Linked DNA regions of Pan troglodytes: region 2 is linked to region 1. The links are chromatin contacts, called in public HiChIP or PLAC-seq maps. All regions are on one chromosome and are shown on one strand. The core of a region is the stretch at or near the end of the contact, and the rest is flanking DNA. Distances in the headings are between cores, read along the strand shown.

Region 1 (6,774 bases), core at 2,938-5,437:
GAGACAACCCCAAAGTTTACAAACAGAAGAATGAATAAACAAAATGTGATAAAGTCATACCATGGAATGCTACTCCACAATAACAAGGAATGAACTACTGATCCATGCACAATATGGATGAATCTCACAGACAGTATGGTCAATGAAAGAAGCTGGACCAAATGAGTATACACTTTAAGAGTCCATAAGTTTAAGACAAAACTAAGATTAAAAAAATCAGAACAGAGATGAGTAATTTAAAAATATGAAGATGGGTCAAACATACATAGAGTCAAACAGGAATTCAGACTTGATACAGAACGGAAATAGAGGCGTCCTTCAAGTAGTTAAGCGGTTAACTACTTGCCAAGTGAGATTCAATACTTTATAGAGAGTAAATTTTACTTTTATACACATTTTAAAATAAAAACTCCTTGATAGCAGCAAATGTGTCTGACTTGATTTGTTTTGGAGCTATCTTAACACAGGTGAAATGTGTACAAAAGTTTTTACAGCAACGAAGATAAAGGCACAGATAATGTGTGATGACAATAAAACTTCTTTAAAAGTGGTTCTGATTTCAAGTAAAAGAGCAAGCAAACATAGATGTCAGAAGAGGCCATAAGGTGAATAATGTGAATACAATTTCAATGTAAATAATCTTAAAATAGATTAAAATATAAGATTAATAATATAAAGGATGTTGTATATCTGATCCAATGTCAGATCTACCATCATATGTTGCTTAACAACAGGGATACATTCTGAGAAATTCATTGTTAGGTGATTTTGTGTTATGCAAACATCAGAGTGTACTTACACAAACACAGATGGTATAGCCTACTACACAACCTAGGCTGTACGGTACAGTCTGTTGCTCCAAGGCTACAAACGTGTACAGCATGTTACTGTACTGAATAGTGTAGGCAACTGTAATACAATGCTAAATATTTGTGTATCTCAACATAGAAAAGGTACAGTAAAAATATGGTTTAGGGAACACTTATTCTATTTCATGAAATGAAGTGTTGCCTGATTCTAGAATCACAAATAAAGCCAATTGAGATCTTAAAATACACACATACATACACACATACACACACACACACACACACACACACACACACACACACGGTTTAAAAGACAAAAAATGGTATACCTGTATAGGGCATTTACCATGCATGGATGCATGGAACTTTCAGGACTGAAGCTGCTCTGGGTGAGTCAGTGAGTGAGTTGTGAGTGAATGTGAAAGTCTAGGACATTAGTATATAGTACTGTATACTTATAAACACTGTACACTTAGGCTGCACTAAATTTATTTAATTTTTCTTTCTTCAATAATACATTAACCTTAGCTTACTGTAACTTTATTTTATAAACTTTTAAATTTTTTTAACTTTTTGACTTTTGTAATAACGCTTAGCTTAAAACACAAAACACTGGGCCAGGCACAGTGGCTCATGCCTGTAATCCCAGCACTTTGGGAGGCCAAGGCGGGCGGATCACCTGAGGTCAGGAGTTTGAGACCAGCCTGACCAACATGGAGAAACCCCGTCTCTACTAAAAATACAAAATTAGCCGAGCGTGATGGCGCGTGCCTGTAATCCCAGCTCCTCGGGAGGTTGAGGCAGGAGGATTGCTTGAACCCGGGAGGCAGAGGTTGCAGTGAGCCAAGATCATGCCATTGCACTCCAGCCTGGGCAACAAGAGCGAAATTCCATCTCAAAAAAAAAAAAAAAGTATTTTCTTTATATCTTTATTCTAAAAGTTTTCTATTTTTAAAATTTTTATTTTTTTTTACTTTTTAAACTTCTTTGTTAAAAATGAAGACACAAACAAACACATTAGCCTAGGCTTACACAGGGTCAGGATTATCAAGATGTCACTTAGGCGACTGAAATTTTTCAGCTCCATTATAATCTTATGGGACCACCATCCTATAAGCAGTCTGTCATTGACCTAAACATCATTATTCAGCACAAGTGTATTTCAAATTTAGAGTTTTACTTTGCTGTTCTTCTTTTTTTCTTTTTCTTTTTTTGAGACGGGGTCTCACTCTGTCGCCCAGGCTGCAGTGCAGTGGTGCAATCTTGGCTCACTGCAACCTCCGCCTCCTGGGTTCAAGAAATTCTCCTGCCTCAGCCTCCCTAGTAGCTAGGATTACAGGCGCCCGCCACCATGCCCAGCTAATTTTTGTATTTTAGTAGAGACGGGGTTCCTGACCTCAAGCAGTCCACCCGCCTTGGCCTCCCAAAGTACTGGGATTACAGGCGTGAGCCACCGCTCCCGGCCTGCTATTCATTTTTTAAATTCTGGCTACAGTAACTGCCCTATACTAAATTTTCTCTTATTCAAATACATTTACTATATTGGGGAAATGTTCATAGTAAAGAAATTCCTGCTGTCATTACCTTGTCCTGAAGAGTTTGCTGCCATTTTCCTATTTTGTTTCAAGTATGTCCAGTGGCAATTGGTCAGCACTTCACAATCACCTGTAAAATATGTGTACACACATATACAATGCACCATATTTTAATCACAAACTAAAAGGAACAGCTAGCCTCCTTACAATGAAATGTTTGCTGTTTCTTAATCTCTTCAGAAAGATACATTTGTGCCGGGCGCGGTGGCTCACGCCTGTAATCCCAGCACTTTGGGAGGCCGAGGCGGGCGGATCACGAGGTCAGCAGATCGAGACCATCCTGGCTAACATGGTGAAACCCAGTCTCTACTAAAAATAAAATTAAAAAAAAAAATCAGCCGGGTGTGGTGGCAAGCGCCTGCAGTCCCAGCTACTCGGGAGGGCGAGACAGGAGAATCGCTTGAACCCCGGTGGCGGAGGTTGCAGTGAGCCGAGATCGCGCCACTGCACTCCAGCTTGGGCCACAGACCGAGACAGCGAGACTCGGTCTCAAAAAAAAAAAAAAAAAAAGAAAGAAAGAAAGATACATTTGAAATGTACACGGACTGAAACAAATGTAAACTCTGCTAGTGCCTCAAGCATTTAATTAAATATGGCATTGTTTATTCTTGCAGATGTTCATACCATTTAGAATTACTGTCTTTAATAAACATCATTAGGTTGTATTTACCAAATATATCAACCAATTGATAGAGTCAATATAATCATGGTGCTAGGAAGAAAAATCATTCATCTATGGTGTCTCTGCATTCGTCTAAAACACATACCCAAAAACTACTGTGTACACTGAAAGCTAAAAAAGGTAAAGGAGTACTGTATCTGCTCTGCACCATACACTGTGTAAGATGCTCGAAATTAGTTCCTTTATTTATTTATCACCATTTTATAGATGAGGAAACCGTACCCAGGGTCATAGAGCTAGTAAGAATTATTTGGGCTGCTGGTTTCCAAACTTCGTGCTTTCGTACTAAATCCTGGGGAGATCCAAGATGGGCAAGACCCTAATCCTGCTTTCAAGGAACATATAATCAGAAGGGAAAATAAAGTCTTATTCAAGCAACCATACTATTAATTAAAAAAAAAAAAAGCTTAACAAACCCGCTCTTTAAAAGGTGGGCACAGTGCCGGAGGCAAAGAATTGATTTGATTGGCAGCAAAGAGTGATGCCTTAGTCTAGGGAGCCCGGGAAAGACACAAGGGATAGAAAACAGACACCGGTTTTTAGTAAATGAATCGTTAGGTGTCTCCAGCGGCTGAAACACAGAGCGAGCAATGCGGGGTTAGGACTGGAGGACAACAGGGCCATCTTGTGACAGGGTAGACTGGCGTGCCAGAAAGGTCCCTGCCTACGGATGTGCAGAGCCGGCTGGGCCTGGGCTGTGAACGAGACGAAGGAAGCAAGTAGGAGCCAGAAATGTTGGGTGGCAAGGTCGGAAGGGAGGTCGCTGCCTGTAGCAACAAAGACGGCGGCGACAGGTTAGCACCGGAGCCACACTTTTCTATTGCCCGGTGCCTCCAGACTGTCGTACTTACCTGGGACCCGAGGACACCGGGACTGCCTCTCCTTACAATCGCTGCTCTTAAAGGGGGCGCGACCACTTAGGCAAGAGGAGCTCAACTCGCTGCACTACAACCTTCCCGCCCCCGCTGCGCTTCCGCCTCCTGACTGACGTGCGCCCCAGGGAGCGGAAACCCCGCCTCCCGCCGGGACCCAACGGCCACCGCCCGTCGTGATTCGCACTTTAGCGGCCACCTCAGTGCAGACGTCACTTTTTTTTCCAAAGAGTGACAGTCGAAGAGGCTCACGGGAGATGCAAACGGTACTTTTGGGGGCTGGGCCAGGGTGGGGCGTGGCCCGGGGCGGGGGAGGGGCGGGGCTGCCAGGCAGGGGCGGGACGGAGAACACCTGGGTCCCTAGCACCAAGACTGGCTTTTTCTTCATTGCCACCGCCTGGCCGGTCTTGCGACGGTGCGAGTCCACCTCGGCTGGGCCTCGGAGGAGGGGCGACTCTAGAGGCTAAACTCGCTTTCGAGCTTTAACAACCATCTCGGATTGCGCATCCGCACACACGCACGCACACACACACACACACAAATTCAGGAATATTTTTTGTCTACAGTTTACATAATTATACACAATGAAAGCACTGAATATGGAGGATTTTTATTACAGTGCAATAATGTGCATTTAAGAAGTGGGTATGCCACATCGCAGAACACCAACTTGCCACTAGTGGGCTCACCTGCTGCCCACCTGATTCCAGCACAATAGATAGCTACACATTTGAATTAAAAGGTAATCGTATATTGACATGTGTTCAAATTGCACTTTTTTTAATTAAAAAATTTTTTTTATGGAGACAGTGTCTCGCTTTGTTGCCCAGGCTGGTCTTGAACTCCTGGCCTCAAGGGATCTGCCCACCTCAGCCTCCCAAAGTGCTGGGATTACAGGCGTGAGCCACCTGCCCTGCTTAAAATTGCAGTGTCTTAATCTCTTCCGAAAGATACATTTGAAAAACGCACAGACTTAGATCACAAATGTAAGCTCCCCAAGCGCCTCAAGCATTTAATTAAATAGAATGGATAATGAATTTGGACATATGTTTTTAATAATCGATGTTTGCTCAAGAGTAAAATGTTTATGATGCACAATTTTCTTGTGCATGGATCAATGACTGAAATAATCGTTTCAATATCAAGTATTTATTTACTGAAAACCAAGCATGTATTTACTCTATACCAAGCAGCTATTGAGTGCCTTCTACAATGCGAGGTGCTTCCTTTGCATCAGCTCTGGTCCTGCTGTTCCCTGATTTATATTTGAGACTCATGTTTCTTGCTCTATGTCGAGTAGCGAGCTAAGATTCAAATTTAAAGGTCTGCCAGATGCTAAGGCCTGAGTTCTTAAATCTCACACATTGCCTCTGCTCTGGAGGAATGAATTCCTCTGAGACCAGTTCTTGCTGACTTGACTTTAATCCAGATATAAAGCCTAACACATGAGCATTTTGGTGGTAGGCCAGGAGTCCTTTCAGTTAAGAGGACTTGGTGAGTTCTAGTATGACTAAAAAGATGACTGAGATCTATATGGCTGATAGAACCTTAGAATTTTTTTTTTTTGTTTTGTGGCCTAGCTAATGTAGAAACTAGGGCACAGAAAGTTCCAGTCTAAGTTTCAAATGGACATTCTGAACAAAGCTTATTTAAGGAGGTGGGAGTAAAAAGAGTTCTAACCCTAAACAACATTTTATAATTTCTTAGCAAATTCAGCCTCTGAGAGTTGAAAGAACATTATCAGGAGAAAGATAAATTTAACTTGCTGCCAATTCTTTTGCCTTTTACTTGGTAGGTCATAGCCCTTGAAACCCTTCTGTCTTCTCCTAGAGTTTTTGGAACTTCTGCCTCATTGTGTTAACCTCTAACACAATGGTTAATAGTGAGTCAGTTTACTTGAATGCAAATTCGAGCTTTGCCACTTAATGATTGTGAGCCCTGGTTTAACCTTTTGGTGCCTCTGTTTTGTCATCTATAAAATGGGAATAAAAATAAGTGATTGGGTATACGTAAATCACTTAGAATAGCACCTGGCACATAATAAGAACTCAATAAATGTTGACTATTAGAATATAAACAATGAACAATCTGTTTTACTGGGTGTCTTGGCAAGTGGTCAGTAGGTCAGCTGAGCCTGGGTGTGGTGGCTCATGCCTGTAATCACAGCACTTTGGGAGGCCAAGGCAGGAGGATTGCTTGAGACCAGCCTGGGCAATATAGTGAGACCTCATCTCTAGAAAAAAATCTAAAAAATTTGCCAGGTACGGTGGTGCGTGCCTGTGGTCCCAGCTACTTAGGAGGCTGAGGTAGGAGGATCGCTTGAGCCTGGGAGGTCAAGGCTACAGTGAGCTATGATTGCACCACTGCACTCCAGCCAGGGCAACAGAGCAATAGATCCTGTCTCCAAAAAAAAAAAAAAAAAAAGAAAAAAAGAAAAAAAACGTCAGCTGAGAAATATACTAGGGGAAAGTCCAAGACAGAAGGAGTGCATGTTATAGCCCCTTGGCTCTATTAACTAATAGCCATCTGTGAATTACTTTATCCTGAAACCATTGTGGTTACAGACCTTCAGTATCAAGGTAGAGTTGACAGTAGTCCCTAATTTCCAACTGAAACCACTCTAACCTCCTTTTCTGGTATTTTGTGATAAAGTATTTGGGGATCTGCATGAGGCTAGACAACCTTTAAAATCAAGTGTGTAGCAGTTTGAGACAATTACTGTATTAGTTATCTATTGCTGTGTAACAAATTACCCTGAATCTTGGCAGTTTAGAACTTGGGTTTAGAACCTGGCCCTGCACTTACTGGGTGAACAC
Region 2 (6,774 bases), core at 1,668-4,167, 230 kb before region 1:
CTCTACTCCTCCTGAGTAGCTGGAACTAGAGATGTGGGCCACCATGCCCAGCTAATTTTTTTTTTCTTTTTGTAGAGACGAGGGTCTCACTATGCTACCCAAGGTGGTCTCAAACTCCTGGCCTCAAGCAGTCCTCCTGCCGCACCCTCCCAAAGTGCCGGGATTATGGCCCTCAGCCAACCCACTAGGTTTACTGTGATTCCTTTCTCTAGGATCTTCGTTTTTCAAGTCCTAGCTGCCTTAATAGACCTGACTCCAAATTTTGTATCTCCAGGCCAGTAAGACTGCCGGTAAGCTCTAGGGTGCTTCTTTCTGACTTCTACACTCCTAGACACAAATCAACAATGCCCTGAGAAGGAAAAGCGGCTGAGAATGCAGGACTCACTTCAGAGTATTTCTCTTCTTCCTGGGGGGCTCGTGGACTCTCAAGCCTTGGATGACAGGGTTGCTCTCCAATTGTTCTCAACAGACTTATTTATTTTTTTAAACAGCTTTCATCGTTCTTAGTGGCAGAGTTAGTTTGTTCAACAAGGTACCTCATCATGGTTGGATGCCTGCATCATTAAAAAAATTCATTGTAGTGAAATATCCTTTAAACAAATAAAATTAGATTTTTTTTGAAGTTGATTGTGGCAAAAACAATTTAAAATTTACCTTTGTAACTACTTTTAAGTGTACAGTTCGGTGGTGTTATATTTACATTATTGTGTAACATCTCTAGAAATTTTTCATCTTGCAAAATTGAAACTCTGTACCCAGTAAACATTATATCACCATTTTCCCCTCCCTCTACCCTCTAGCAACCACTATTCTACCGTCTTGTTTCCACGAGTTTGACATAATCCCACAGTTTACATACCTCTACATACCTCATATAGGTCAAATCATAACAGTATTTGTCCTTTTGTGACTGGTTTATTGCACTTGGCACAACATCCTCAAGGTTCATCTATGTTGTAGCCTGTGATAAGATTTCCTTCCTTTTTAAGGCTGAATAATATTCCATTATATATATATATATCACATTTTCATTCATCTCTTCATCTGTTGATGAACATTTGGGCTGCCTCAATCTCTTGGCTATTGTGAATAGTGCTGCAATGAACATGAATGTGCAAATATCTCTTCGATATCCTGCTTTCAATTCTTTTGGATATTTACCCAGAAGTGGGATTGCTGGATCATATGGTAGCTCTAGTTTTAGTTTTTTGAGGAACTTCCCCACTGTTTTGCATAGTGGTGGTACCATCTACATTCCTATCAGCATTGCATAAGAGTTCCAATTTCTCCACAAGATCCCATCTTTAGAATATGCAGCAATTAACTAGGGGGTTTTCATTTTTGGTCTTTTTTGTTTGTACAAACATTATTGTGTCAACATTTACACAGATTTTAAATTTCAGCCTAGACCTGGAAGAGTGTTGATACAGGAAGGTGTTAAGAACATCAACCGGAATCAGCTCTAGAGATGGAGAGGGGTTGGCAGAAGCTACCTAAAAGAGAGAACATGCTTGATGTGGTAATGAAGTTACCTGCTTGGATTCTGGACGACCCTGGATATTTTCTCCTTTGCTAAGAAGTTAGCTTCTTTCTCTCCCTCAAAAATATTCTTCTCTTCCCTTACCTACTCCAAGGGTACAAGTGACTGGGGTATGCCTGTCACAGATGAGGTGAGGCCAAGATGTGGGCACTACGTAAGGCCTGACAGATATGGTGTAAATGTTATTTATTACCATGATTACTGTTTTGGAGATGGTCAGTGCTGTAAATAGAAAGGGAGTTAAGAGCAGACTCTGAAGCCAGACTGTCCGGAATGAATCCAGGCTCCTCTAGCTACTATCTATGTGATGTTGAAAAAATTTCTTAATTTCTCTGTGCCTCAATTTCCTTATCATAAAATGGCAATGTTAATAGCACCCACTATGTAGAGTTCTTAGGATTAAATAAATTAATATTCGCTAAGTACTCAGTGCAAACTGTGGGCACACAGCAAGTACTACGAAAGTGTTAGGTAAAATAAAGGTGGACCAAGCCTGGTAGCACCTAGCAAGTCCAGCTTCATCTTTGCTGTGCTGAGTCGTGTAGGTGGTGTTCTTGTGTCTCTCTCTGGTTTGCTGGAGGACCTAGTTTTAGTGTATTTTAGGTATCATTAAGCATCCCCGCTCCCTCGATGGGATAGGGGTGTGTGTGTTACAGGTGGTTGTTGGGCACCTTCACGGGGCAGCGGTGACTATGGGCTGTACGTAGTATCTCGGTAGAAAGTGTTAATGCACATCCCTGGGCGGAGAGGTAACTCTACTCAATGCGTTATAAGGGAAATCACACACCTCACGGATGGTGTAGGTTCTGTCTGCTCCTTGCGTTTCAGTGGAGGTGCACAGAGCTCCGGGGGGCATCGGGGACCGCGGGCCCAGGACGTGTAGTACGGAGCGGTGCTGTACACTTCCTCGGACCATAGCGGGGATGGCGGGTTCCACACCTGTCGGGGCAGTAGGGACTGAGCTCGTGCGCGCGGAGGACGGATTGCTCCAAACCTCTCGCTCCAGCGCGCCGGCCGCCGCGTGCGAACGTGTGTGCGGCAGGAGGCTCGGGCTACACCTCCTCGGGGCAGCAACGACTGCGAGCTCGGTGCGTGCGGTAGGAGGTGTCGTTACACACTTCCTGTGGGTCTCGCCGACCACGGCGCGTTTCCGGTGCCGGCTGGAGCCCGGGGTCCGAGCCCCCGCCCCGCTCGCCGGCCCCGCCCCGGCCCGCCCGCGCCCCGCCCCCTGCCCGCCCGCCGCGCTCCGAGCCGGGCGCGCGGAGCTCGGGGCGCACGGAGCGGCGCGCGGCGGTCGGCCGAGCCAGGCTGGCGCCCCCGCCCCCCGCCCCGCTCCTCGGTCCGCCGCCCGCCGGGCGCCTTCCCCGCGCCACTTACCTTCGGTGCCCGGCCCTCTGGCCACTCTCCTCCCGCCCTCGCGCCCCTCCGGCCCGTCCCGTCCAGCCCGGGCTTCCCGGCTCTCGCAGGCCCCCCCGCCGACCGCGTTCCTATGGACAGACGCACAGACACCTGCAGGTGGGTGAGAGCCCGCGCGCGGGGCGGGGACGAGCGCGCCGACGCCGCGACCCAGGCGGGGAGCCCCTTTGTGTGGGGGGCGGCCGCGCCGGGGTCGACTCTGCCTCCCCGTCAGCGGCCGCGCGGTGACCCGGCTGAACCTTCCTTTTGTCTCCTCTCGGGGGAGCGAGGCCGGAGCGAGGGCAGGGACCCGGGCGGCCGCTCGTCGGCAGCGCCGGGCTTGGGGGTGCGAGGCGCAGAGACCCCCGGCGGCGGCTCCGGTCCGCCTGCCCCGGGCCCCCCCCCCCGCCCGGCAGCTCGGGTCTCAGCGGCGGCTGCAGGCGCAGTGCGTGGGGCTGGCGCCCCCGCTCCTGCTCTTGGGTCTGTCGGAGGTGGGAAGGAGGGCGGGAAGGAGGAGGAAAAGGTCTGTCCTCTTAGTTTCCAAGTCTTGAGATGCTTATGGAGAAAGAGAGGTGGTTCAGGGCTCTGCCCCACTAGTTTTCCTCCTTGGGTGGCTCGCCAAGGTGCGTTTGGGGCGTGTGTGAAGGAACGTGCATGGCTTCGCTCCCTTATTTATTGTTTCTAACGGAGGAGGGCTTTCTCCAAAAGGCTCTTCCGCCCCCCCCCCCACACCCATCTGAGGCTGCGCACAGTGATTTGTGTTTGTTATCAAATATATCGAGAAATGTATTCCCTTGGGTAGGAGGAGGTTGGACTGAACAACGTCAAACCAAAATCAAAGAATGTTTTTGGTTCCTTCAAGTCTTTTTTTTTTCTTTAAGGTTTTAGATTGGGACTTTAAAAAAAATGAACATGGCTATGATTTTTACAATTATATATATTTAGTGTGTGTGTGTGTGTTTTGAAGTTTAGGAGTAAAGTTTTGTTTTTTCCGAACTCGTTAGGATTCGCAAGACGGAATCCTCTCCCGACGAAATAAACAGCTAACAAGCCAGTCAGGTAGTGACAGCTTCCATGGTGGAGGTTAAATTGGAGTGCAATAAACAATGATGTAGCTTTCCCTTCAGGCTGAAGCCTTTATTTCTGCTGATTTAAGATATGAGATCTTTCCCTACCCATGAGACTGTGAATGTCAGAATTGAGCTTCCCCCCTAGGATTGTGCCTTTACTATTTTATTCCATGTATATAACCCAACGATTGGGTTGTGCATGGATATGGATACAGTGTTTTGAAAAATATCGTAGGGTGATGTTTCTGAATTGTCTTATTTGATTAGCTAGCTAAGTTTCTTCATGAACGGTTGCTGTGTATTGTAGATACTCAAATAATAAATGAGGTTGAATAAGCACCCAGAAAATTAATTTTACAGATTCAGATTTTTAATACGCAGGTATGGATTTATACCTGTATTAATCTCAATCTACTGCTCCGTTCTGGAAACTCTTTTTTGCCCACCCTGTGAGAATTTATATTGACAAACTTAAGTCTGACAGTTACCCAGGAGATTAAAAAAACGAAGAAGCAGTTTTGGGGGCCATGCATACAATTACATGGACAGTCATAGGTAAAAAATAGAGGTTTTCCTAAAAAACCAAAAAGCATTATCATCTAAACTTGAAGGAAAAACGTGGAAAATTATGTATTTAAATTTTCATTAAGGTTTAAAAATTAGTAAACAGTGTACAATTTAATGCACTTTTTTAAAGACAAACTGATCTTTGTCATTATAAAAAGTTTAGTATGCTTAAAATAGTGCTTTTTTCTAGGAGAAAAATTTATCTAGATTCTTGTCCCAGTTAAACAGATTAATATTATTGCATGCCTAATTTTGTAGATGCCTGGAGTGTAGATTTATACACACATTACTTAAAACCTAGCAGTGATCAAGCCAATCCCTTTTAGTTGATAGAATTTTACTAGTTTCTGCTTTGACTTCCAGTCTGCATTAGGTAAATAAATTTAAATTCTGCACAGAAGCACAGCTCAGTATGTGGCTCTGGTAGGCCCTTGACTAGCGTTCCTTGTCCCTCTCCATTCCTAGTAGTAGCCCAAAGAGAAGAGGTATTGAAATTTGATCAGGCTTTATCGTGAATCCAGGAATGGAGTTCTAGACCACTCTCAGAATTTCAGCACTTAGATATACGTACTCTTCCTTAGCTCTTTAAAATATTTAAAAAAGATAAGCTAACGATTGAATTGCTTGTTTATATATTTACAAGGCTGTCAGTGGTAGTGATAAGATTTAACAAAGAGTCACTGTGTAGCTAAGCATCGAGTGTGGCCTGTACTGAGAATTGTTTTGGCAAAGTTGTAGTTGTGCCTGTTTTCTGAGATCATCAATGTAGTCTTTATGTGGGCTGGCTAAATGATAACACTTAGTTTTGTTTATGTTTTTGTGTTTTTTTTTTTTTGACTGATAGGTAGATAAGAATTTTTTGTTTTTTGTGTAATTAGCAATAATATTTTAGTGTAATCAGAAGCATTCCAGAGAACCTTACATATTTTCAACTGATTTCCTTTCTGGTAAGTTGGTGTTGAGGAAGGCATATAAATTATTTTTCATTTTTCATGTTTGAAATTTTTTTCATTTATTTTGACAAATAAGTGCTACTTCCAGAAAATTTGAATATGTGTAAAACTGGATTTTTAAATATAGCTGACATTTACCACCTTCTCTTTTTAAAACAACATTAAGCCGTCCACAGTTAAATTTGATAGGCTTTAAAATCCATGGACTTTTCTAGCATTTTCCTGTTTATTGGTTATCAATGTAGTATCATTACAAGAAGCCTAAAATGGCCACTTTATGTTAACTGGAATGCTCAAATGACTAGTGTTTTCATTAGCAATAAATGGAAAGCTGAAAAGTAACAATTTTATTCTTTGTAATAGATCTGTGACTTTCAAGTCTTTCTTTTTGACATTTTTTTGTAGCCTGGTGGGGAAGCAGGTCCGGCTGTGAGAGGTGTGGACAGTGACCTCTCATTCCAGCCTTTATCATCATCCTGCATTGTTTAACAACAGCACCAACACCATGCTGCTTGCTGAAAATGCAGATTTCATTCTTGGATTAATATTCTGGTACCAGATGTATGAGGCTGGCTCTAAAGAAGCTTTTTCTCTTAAGTACTGTCAAAAATAGAGAAGCTGAAGATTGGAGAGAAGCCATTTATTTTGAACAGTTTATTTTCTGACAGTTTGTGTTTGTAAAGAAACCTGCTCATAATATTTACTTAAGAGATCTACATAGTTGCCTGAGGAAGCCCCACAGGTTTCTTTTTTTCCTTTAAAAAAGTTTCCATTGAGCTTAACTCTTATGTGATACTTCTTGACTTTGCTTCTGATTAGTTGATTTATGGACTTTATTTACTAGCATGATTGGAGAATTCTTTTGCTAGACTGAAATTGCACTCTGCCTGTGCTCTGGTCCGTTTCCTAGGTAACAAATGCACTGCATAGATTCCATAATGAGGACTGTGGTTGGCTAGTTACTGTGTAAATTCTGTTGTTTGGTAAAGCTTAGTCTCAAATTCAAATAAAGGTCAAGAAACGAAAAGTACTGAAAATGCAAATTTTTGAATTTTATTTTGTATCCAATGCCAACAAAGTTTAATAGGCTTTTCTGGAGAAAGGCAAATTATGCAGCCGTATTCAAGTTTGTTTTGCAAAGTCTTACACTTAAACAGTTGGAGAGCTTTTTCACCGTTAGTGTTCATACTGGTAATGCTAATGGCTCTAGTGACAAAGAAGATGTATTTCAGAAACATGTTATTACACT

The links. HiChIP or PLAC-seq counts read pairs in DNA pulled down with a chosen protein or histone mark.
Region 2: a contact with region 1 is called in an H3K4me3 HiChIP or PLAC-seq map of stem cell-derived excitatory neurons, with 5 times the contacts expected there. The contact joins the promoter of KIAA1958 here to the promoter of INIP in region 1. A contact is called at or near these places in 1 of 7 Hi-C or Micro-C datasets (stem cell-derived neural progenitor cells) and 1 of 1 datasets of contacts at active chromatin or transcription factors (stem cell-derived excitatory neurons).

The regions. Positions count from the first base shown.
Region 1 is chr11:25,761,844-25,768,617 of NHGRI_mPanTro3-v2.0_pri, reverse strand. INIP (INTS3 and NABP interacting protein) reads right to left here and starts at 4,187. Exons shown (of 5, transcript NM_001242593.1): 1 at 3,938-4,187; 2 at 2,394-2,474. The coding sequence starts at 2,418.
Region 2 is chr11:25,988,559-25,995,332 of NHGRI_mPanTro3-v2.0_pri, reverse strand. KIAA1958 reads left to right here and starts at 2,917. Exons shown (of 4, transcript XM_528391.8): 1 at 2,917-3,055.